2 separate regions of the Mus musculus genome follow, and region 2 is linked to region 1. Evidence: chromatin contacts called from public HiChIP or PLAC-seq data. All regions are on one chromosome and are shown on one strand. The core of a region is the stretch at or near the end of the contact, and the rest is flanking DNA. Distances in the headings are between cores, read along the strand shown. Region 1 has its middle 61 kb from the start of Gm30932. Region 2 overlaps Rps6kc1 (ribosomal protein S6 kinase polypeptide 1).

Region 1 (4,201 bases), core at 895-3,394:
CCAGGTGTGTGTGTGTGTGTGTTCTTTTTTTTATATTTTTGACAGGATCTCATATATGCTAGATTGGCCTACAACTTACTATACAGCTCAGGGTGACCTTGAAATACTGATCTGTGTGCACTGTCCTAAGTGTTGAGATTGCAGGCATGCATGTGATGTCACACGGTTTTATTGGGTTTACAGACATGTACTATCACACAGTTTCATTTGGGGTTGTACGTTGAACCCAGAGCTTTGTACATGCTAGGTAAGCCCTCCACCGCCTGAGCTAGACCTTGGCCCCTCATCTGGTACTGCCATGAATCTTATGGAAAAGGGCCAGTCTGAAGGGGACAGCGAATGTCGCTGTTGCTCTCGGTGGGGGAGGGGCTGGAATAGGTCACTGAAAGCCTGGAGGGCCCGAGGGTGCTAGGAAAGCTCCACTCTGAAGATGTCCTGAGCACAGGAAAGCTGCACTCTGCAGATGTCTTAAGCAGTGAACTTTGCTATGCAGGGAGGAGCCAAGGACTGGCTTTCAGTGTGAAGACTTGACTCTAGGGCACAGGGACAGGGCAGCGCAAGGCAGGGCAGGAGCAAGCTTCAGCAGGGCCCCCGGCTCTCTGAAGGAGGTTTAATATCAAGAGCCTCCTACCTGTTCAGAATCTTCATGTTTCTTTAGACTGTTGCTCACCAGATCATACTCATTGGCCAGTAGTGAAGAGGCCAGAATCACAGATGCTAATGTCCTAAAGTGCCACACTGCTTTTTCTTGGGCCTAGGACACAGCAGAGCCATTGGCACATTTAGGAGACATAAACCGGGGAATACCACTTCAGGTCATCTCTGGAATCTCAGGTCAGAGAACAGGGTAAACATCTCGGTCCCCTGACAATCTTAAGATGCAGATTTGGATCAGGCTTGTCTGGCAAAGCCAGACATCCACCAGCCTCCGAAGCAGGGCTGCAGGGGCCCTGTCTCCCCAGAGGCTGAGAACCTCTGACTTCCCCGACTCTAGGCCTCTTATTGATTTCTCTTGATGTGGGTAACGTCCATCATGCAGCTGGACCATGGGGCAGGTTCACCAGACAGGTGGCCCAGTGGGGACAGCCAAGGCTTCCACAGGCTCCAGAGGCTAAGCCCTAAGATTGGAGTCATGAGTCTGTCCCTGACTGATCCCCACACTAGCACTTCAGAAGGACTTGTTGACTGAATATGCTAATGTGTCCCTCACACAGGAGGGCCATCCCTAATTTGTAAGGATTTCCTTCCATGCCCAGGAGAGACACCTGCTGATATCCCCCCAGGGTAATATTAACCTAGTGCTTTGTAACAAATCCACACAAGGGAAGCAAGAAATGCAGACTGACAGAAAGAAGCTCCGACCCACCCACTCACTCTCTCTGCTTCTCAGACAGGGAAGTGTTATTATGTCCCAGCTACACTGAAATGAAACACATTTTAAAGATTTTTTTTTTAATAATGGAAAAAGCAGTGACCACAATTTGAACACTAAATTAATTTTTTTTTCAAAAAAAATCAGGAAATAGTTTCATTGTTTGAGTTTAGATTATAATCAAACCATTGATTTAGCCTCATTAAAAAGTGAGTCTTTATCAAAGAAGCAGTGGCCTGGTGATTGAGCAGGGCACAGTGACAACGTAAGTATGTTGGGTAGACACAGGTTTTATGCAGCTTCAGAGCGGTTGTGTTTTTATAAAAAGATAAAGACTGGGATTAGTGGCCTCTATAGGAAGTATAGGGAACACCCCCTCCTTTCCCCAGAGCTTCCATCTTGACAATATTGTGTTGCTTAGGAACTGACAAAACATGTCTGCTTCTGCCTCTGTTTCTCTCCGTCTCTGTATCTCTCTGACTGTCCCATCCCCCAAGCCCCCAGGCCCAGCACTTTGTGACCTGATATTTTTCCAGGCTTGCAGCTGTGAGAGAAACAAAGTGGTTTGGTTAGGTACAGCGTCCCACTCTCAAGCCTGGAACCAAACAGATAAGATGTATGTTAGAATACAACGTTTACTCAGCACCAGCCAGAGGCGTTTGATGTTGCCTGCCCAATGTGGCCCCAGATCTTTGAAGTTCTATGACACATGCTAGGGCTCTGTCAATAAGAAACAGGCCTTTCTTCCTGCTAGCTCACACATCTGCCTCTTGGGAACGCCCCTGTGAAGGCAGGACACAATGGCTCCAGGCTGTTACATCAGTAGCAAGAGGGCAACGGGTAAGAAACAGAAAGTGTTGAAGAAAGCCCCTAAGGACCAGGGATGGGGGCTGCCTGGGAAAAGATGAGGCTGATCCAGGCTCTCTGACCAGAGACTCACCAGGCCAGCCTCTTCCGGAGGCTGTTTACACAGGGCTGCGTAGTCACATGAGATCTGCTCTCTTTATCTGAGGCCCTGGCTCTTACTCAGTGAAAAGGCACATTGGTTTGTAGTGTCTCTCTGCAGTGTCATTTAAACTGCTCCGTAAATGGCTTATTTGTCAAAGAATATTGCTTTTTCCTGGAACAGAACCCAGTGACTGATGGCTGAATCTCCCGGTATCAGAAATGATATCGAGATGGTGCCCTTTGAAGGGACAGAGGTGGGGGCAGGAAGGCCTTTGTTCTTGGAAATGAAAGCATCTAAACAATAGATTATTTGAGGCCCTCAGATGCCAGGCGCTAGGCCCCAGCTCTAGTTTACAAGGGAATTCATCTCTCAGAGTTCCCGGTGCCCCCTCAGTGTGAAGGGCACGACAGAATGCATGCCTATGGGTTCCTTAGGTTTGCCATGTTTACCCGCAAGGTACCTTGATCTCTGTCCAGCATGGGACACCCATGGGGTCAGTGTGAGAGTCCAGTCTTCTCATCCAAGGAAGAGGAAAGACAACTTCTGCCCTCGTTGTCTACCGGAGCCACACCTGAGATGCCACCAACGGCAACTGTAAATGACCTCCCATTGTACACAGAAAATGACATGGGGCCTGGTCAAGGAGGTGGACACAACACACACAGGGTGCTTCATCTCATTCACCCTCAGTTGTCTCTCCATCCAGGCTCTGGGAGGTGACAGTCCCCACTGTGTCCTTTCTGGGAAAGAGGGAAGTGATCAGGGACAAGGAACATGGTGGAAGAGGTGGACTGTGGGGGACAGACAGTGGAGGGATGAGAGGGGGTGGAAGGGACTGTGACGGGTGGACTATGGAGGATGGATAGTGGCGGAGTGGGCTGGACATGGAGCAGATGGAAGTTCCTCCACTGAGCCATCCCTCCAGCCCTGGACCTTCCATCTGCTCCATGTCCAGCCCACTCTGCCACATTTTGAGTGGCTTGGAATAGACCTCGTTTGGGTAAGTGTGTGTGTAGCAGAAGCTAAACCCAGGGTTCAACCCCAAGCCTCGTATAAACCAGACATGGTGGAAAATGCCTGCAATCCTGGCATGGCGAGGAAGCCGTGAGAAGATCAAGAGTTCAGGGTACCCACAGCTACATGCTGTGTTCAGTACCAGTGTGGGCTGTATGAGACCTTGTCTCAAAAAAGGGAAGATGACCTTTGAATGGGGGGGGGGGCGGGGGTGAGGCAGTAAGAGTAAGAGGCACCTAAATTTGAGGTGAATCTTGACTATAGAGTAAGACTCTTAAGAGGAAGAAAGAAAGAAAGAAAGAAAGAAAGAAAGAAAGAAAGAAAGAAAGAAAGAAAGAAAGAAAGGAAGGAAGGAAGGAAGGAAGGAAGGAAGGAAGAAAGAAAGAAAGAAAGAAAGAAAGAAAGAAAGAAAGAAAGAAAGAAAGAAAGAAAGAAAGAAAACAGAGAAAGAAAGGAAATAAGATGGAAATCAGAATGGAACCGGGTGCTGTTTTGACGCCACGTTGCTAGTGTGGGCTACACAGGCAGGCTCTCCATCTGCCCATGCCTGTGTGTTGGTTTGGTTCTCACAGCATTTCTGTGGGTTGAAAATGCAGTAAGAGGAAATGCTCATCCAAGGACGGAAGTGGACTTCAGTCCCAGGATGAGAGGACTTGGTTGCAATTTTGTTTGATTGTTGCGATTTTGCATTGTCAAAAAAAAAAAAAAAAAAAAAAAGGAAGAAGAAGAAGCTAGGACGTGAGACCGTGTTGGTAGCAACAGGTATGACAAGTGCCCCTGAGTCTAATTAGCCAAGGGCTTCTTGCTACTAGCTAGCATCTTATGTTTACTTCCAGAGCCACGGAAAAAGGAAGTTTTATCCCCAC
Region 2 (4,289 bases), core at 374-2,873, 260 kb before region 1:
CGGCCCTCCCCCTAACTCTGACCTGAGTCCCGCTGAGATAGTCACTAAAGCCAAAGCTCTGCTGCCTGGTTAGAAAGGAAAGTCCAGAGGGTGCTGAGGGGAGCTCTGCCCTCTGTTTATCCAGTGTGGCCTGCCCCTGCCCTCCTCCCTCCCGGGATCCTTATCAGCTGTTTGTTCAAAAACCATCACCCACCTGCCTGTACTTTATACTATCACCGCATCCTTTTATCTTGTGGATGATGTGCCTTGATATTTTGAGAAAAATTTCCAGTAACAGATTCGATTTACATGGACAGAAACTTGAGCAAACGCCAGACTAGCAGGGGGGCTATTATTCTGTTCTATAAATAAGTTTAGACCAGAAAACACTCACAGAAACCTGGGAATCAACATGTTTGGGTCTAATTGAGGGGAAAAGCAAGATAGATAAATTTTGAAATGCAAATGATCACCTTCTGTTGTTTAAGAATTGCTTCTGCCAACTTTGTGATCTTGGATTTAAAGCCACAGACCTCCAGCCATGTCTACGAAGGCTCACAAGTTCCTGCAAAAAAAACTAAGAACTTGAAAAAAAAAATCGCCTTTTATGTTAAAGCAAAGAGATCCAGCGATACAAAGACAAAACCCATGGAGCTCTGTCTGTCTGTGCCTGTGAAAAAGCCGGCCCTTAAATGGCTACAGCTGCGGCTCTATCAAGAGGATCTTGAGAATACGAATTTACAGAGCAGACTTAGCCCTCTTCTCAAAGTTGGACTTTTCGGGTTCGTTTCGTATCTTTGGATTATCTAGCAAGGTTTTTATTAAATAAACCTCACTCATGGCAAACGGCTTCCTTTCATACTGCATACAAACAGAATGGCGGGGAGAAAGAGGAAAGCAGGGCCGCAGTGGGCCAGGTAGGCAGAGGGTATGCAGCACTGAGTAGGTCTGCAGCACTGTCCTCTCTCGGGCACACCCTCAGGAGCTCCTGGATGCACTAGGACAGGTAGTGATCAGAAGCCAGGGTGCCGCTCACTTTTCTCTTGAGCACATGCTCGTGGTAATTTGAATTTTATTTCCAATGCTATAGAAACCAGAGCTTCACCAAGTTTTTGACCCAAGGATTTGAAATATTTCTCCACTTAGTAGCATAGAATAAATTTTGCTACAACATTTTTAGTGTTATAGAAAAATAAAATACAATGTCAGGGACTGTAGTTAATGTTTTCATAGCAGTATCTTTTACCATCAAAGGCAGCTAGAAATAAAACTTATACTCTTAACCATGTGACATACAAAGACTGATTGAAAATTCAGTGTACAGGCTAGCTCAGGCGAACAGAATCGGATCCAGCTTGGTTATCAAGCTAATGCCCTCACCCACACGCCTGTTTCCTGTGTCTCTGACACTGTGACTTTCAACCCCATTATGAACCCTTAATTTTAAAAACTTGAAATTTACATTGGTCTTTCTCACTGACTAGTTATCAGCCTGGAGTTTTATAGGTGAGTGTGCATGAATTGAAGAGGACCGACACACTTTCCTCTGCAGCCGCATCTCCACGCTCCCAGATGTCAAATGACAGCTTTGCTTCCTCTGTTAGGCGATTTCACACTTGAAAACAGCTCACAGCTGACAGTGAAAAGTGAAACAGCATTCAGTCTGCAGAATTCAGGGTAGAGCAGGACACTCAATGCCTCCGTCCTGTGCTCCCCAGAGAGTCCCCAGACCGACTAGTCACGCATAATTCATGAATATATTTTGGGGGAGTAGTCTCTCCTGCCCTTCTCCATCACACCCTTCCCCTCCGTTTCTTTCTTAGTAAGTGTGGTACTCAGTAGTGTACTTCAGTGCTTTATATTAGAGCTAGGATTCAACCCAGGGGTGGATTAATATGTGTTGAGACCATCAGACACTTCTTAATTTAGAGATTTCGATGTCATTGAGAATTGCTAGGCCCTTATGGTTTGTCCCAGACATGGCGTTGATGCTTGTGTTGATCTTGGACAAATTATTTAAGATTTTTCAGGCCTCCTTTTCATAGTAGTAAGTAGATTGTTGAATAGAAATAAGATCACCTATGTCAATCATACAACACATTTCTTATACAAAAATTGGTCAGAACTGAAGTTCATCAAGCACAGAATTCCACCGAAGAGTTGAGTTCAAGGAATTATTTTACTTGGAAGACTCTTAAAGTATATTTTCATACATTTGTAGAGTTTTTATAAAAACTATAAAGTATGGGCATGAGGGATTTATTGAAAAAATTCATTTAGAGGAGGAAGCAAGACACTTTAGAATACACCAAAAATTCCCAACAGGAATAATAAGGATGAAAGAAGCGAGGTTTATTTAAATATGAGCATTTAAGAGTTGTAGAGTGATTTCAGCAAACAGGAACAAAATAAATAAAGCTGTGTATTTAGAAATTATGAGGACATAGTCAGGAAATGGGACTGTGGTCTTAGGGCAGGCTTTTCCTCTTCTGGAGAAAGTAATGGAAGGCACGGCTGAGTTTAAAGCTAATTTGAGAAGGGTTGCATTTGTGACTTGCTAGAATTTGCCCTTGAGCAAAATGATCAGTAGGTCCCTGGTACATAGGCGTTTTTTTCTGGACTGATCAGCAAGTGTCTTTCATCTTTTGCCTCCAGTTTTTGCTGCAAAGCCAATCTGTTTCTTTCAAGGGGAGTAAACTGTCCAGTTTCCAGAAAAGAGCCGGGGTTTCACACTTGCACTCCACTACCTGCCGAAGCGAAAAGGGTGTCAAGTCTTCAGAAGTCTTTCCTGTCAGGCAGGGAAGCCTGTCTGCCACCCAGGAGAGGGAAGAATGGATGTGGAAGGGCTTGAGGGTCTCCTGCCCTGGGGTCAGAAGGACCTGGGAGCCTCACACGTACCCTAACTTGGCCTGACACCTTAACCAAGCTGAATGTTTTGAGGTCACATTTCTCGTACTGGCCACAGAGTGGGAACAGAGAGTGAGATGGTGGGCACTGAATAACTTAGCTCCTGCCATTTAGTATCTTAGAGCTGTATATGTCCGGGCCCCGTAAGAGAAGAAACTCGTCAGCTCCTAGAAGTAAAGCACGTGCAAGGATGGTCAGTAGTCCAGTAGCTCACGAAGGAGAGGCGAAGCACAGCTTCACTCTCCGTAGTCTTCCTCACGGCCTGGCATTCAGCGAAAGGGCAGCGTCAGCCTCAGGAACTGCTGGAACTAACAGGCAGCAGGCTTACTTTGGCTCTTAGCTTTGGAGGTTCTAGTTCAGGCTCAGTTGGAGCAGTTGCTGTATAGCACTCAGGAGTGGGTGGGGCCAGGAATTCTCTTCATACCTGGGTCCTAAGATCCTCCTCAATACGTACATGTCCCCAATGACCTAAAGACCTTTCACCAGGCCCCAGCTCTTTTTTTTTTTTTAAAGATTTATTTATATGAGTACACTGTAGCTGTCTTCAGACACAGCAGAAGAGGGCATCGGATCTCATTACAGATGGTTGTGAGCCACCATGTGGTTTCTGGGAATCGAACTCAGGACCTTTGAAAGAGCAGTCAGTGCCCTTAACTGCTGAGCCATCTCTCCAGCCCCAAGGCCCCAGCTCTTAAACATTCCTTGGCTTCCTGTAGTGCCAAGCTGGGGACAAGCCCTTTGGCATTCAGACCCTTGCGGACTTTAATACCTAGACGTTGGACCATTAAAGGGAGGTTAATTTCACCAAACCCCTTCCTTTCTGATCTTATGCATGCTCTGTCTTCAGGTGTGAGGCCCTGGAAGCCATGGCTGCAGAGTGATGCTTTCTGTCTTGATGCTGGAGTTGGTCTGGGACAGTTAGGCAGCTGACTGCAGTACCGTACCAGCATCATAAGTTGAGGGGCTTCTGTTTGCCTCTGATTAGCAGAGAAGACAGAAGGCTGAATCGTGGAGTGTGTGTGTGTGTGTGTGTGTGTGTGTGTGCATGAGTGAGTGTGTGTGTGCATGTGTGCATGCCCATGCTTTACTCAGGTGTGTGGAGGCCATAGTCTGGTGTGTTCCACTGTTGCTTTCCACATTATTTTTGCAACAGTCTTCGAGTGAATGTGGAACTTGCCTTTAGGCTAGATTGCCTGGCTAGGGAACCCATGGGTTTCTGCCTGTCCTGTACCCTACTGCTCCACTGTGCCTGACTTTTAGCGAGTTTGGAGTTTTAAACTAAGGTCTCATATATGTGCAGCAAGTGCTATACCCCCTGAGCTACCCTGCTGGCCTGGAATGCTTAATCTTAAGCATTGCGTTCTTAGGATTTTGAGGAGCTGCTTTCATTTACACCATATCCC

Evidence for each region. HiChIP or PLAC-seq counts read pairs in DNA pulled down with a chosen protein or histone mark.
Region 2: an H3K4me3 HiChIP or PLAC-seq map of the SCID.adh cell line shows a contact between it and region 1, with 11 read pairs. The contact joins two enhancer-like sites. A contact is called at or near these places in 2 of 484 Hi-C or Micro-C datasets (granulosa cells and nephron progenitors), 1 of 115 datasets of contacts at active chromatin or transcription factors (the SCID.adh cell line) and 1 of 9 other capture datasets (embryonic stem cells).

The regions. Positions count from the first base shown.
Region 1 is chr1:190,531,099-190,535,299 of GRCm38.p6, reverse strand. No RefSeq gene overlaps it. Among named protein-coding and RNA genes, the nearest start is that of Gm30932, 61 kb to the left of the region's middle. Within about 2 kb of position 2,144, at least 47 of the 459 cell types and tissues checked have an H3K27ac peak or open chromatin away from gene starts, as enhancers often do. A contact at or near this core is called in the SCID.adh cell line, where this site is marked.
Region 2 is chr1:190,792,600-190,796,888 of GRCm38.p6, reverse strand. All of the region lies in intron 12 of Rps6kc1 (ribosomal protein S6 kinase polypeptide 1), which reads left to right. Among named protein-coding and RNA genes, the nearest start is that of Gm51740, 25 kb to the left of the region's middle. Within about 2 kb of position 1,623, at least 13 of the 459 cell types and tissues checked have an H3K27ac peak or open chromatin away from gene starts, as enhancers often do. A contact at or near this core is called in the SCID.adh cell line, where this site is marked.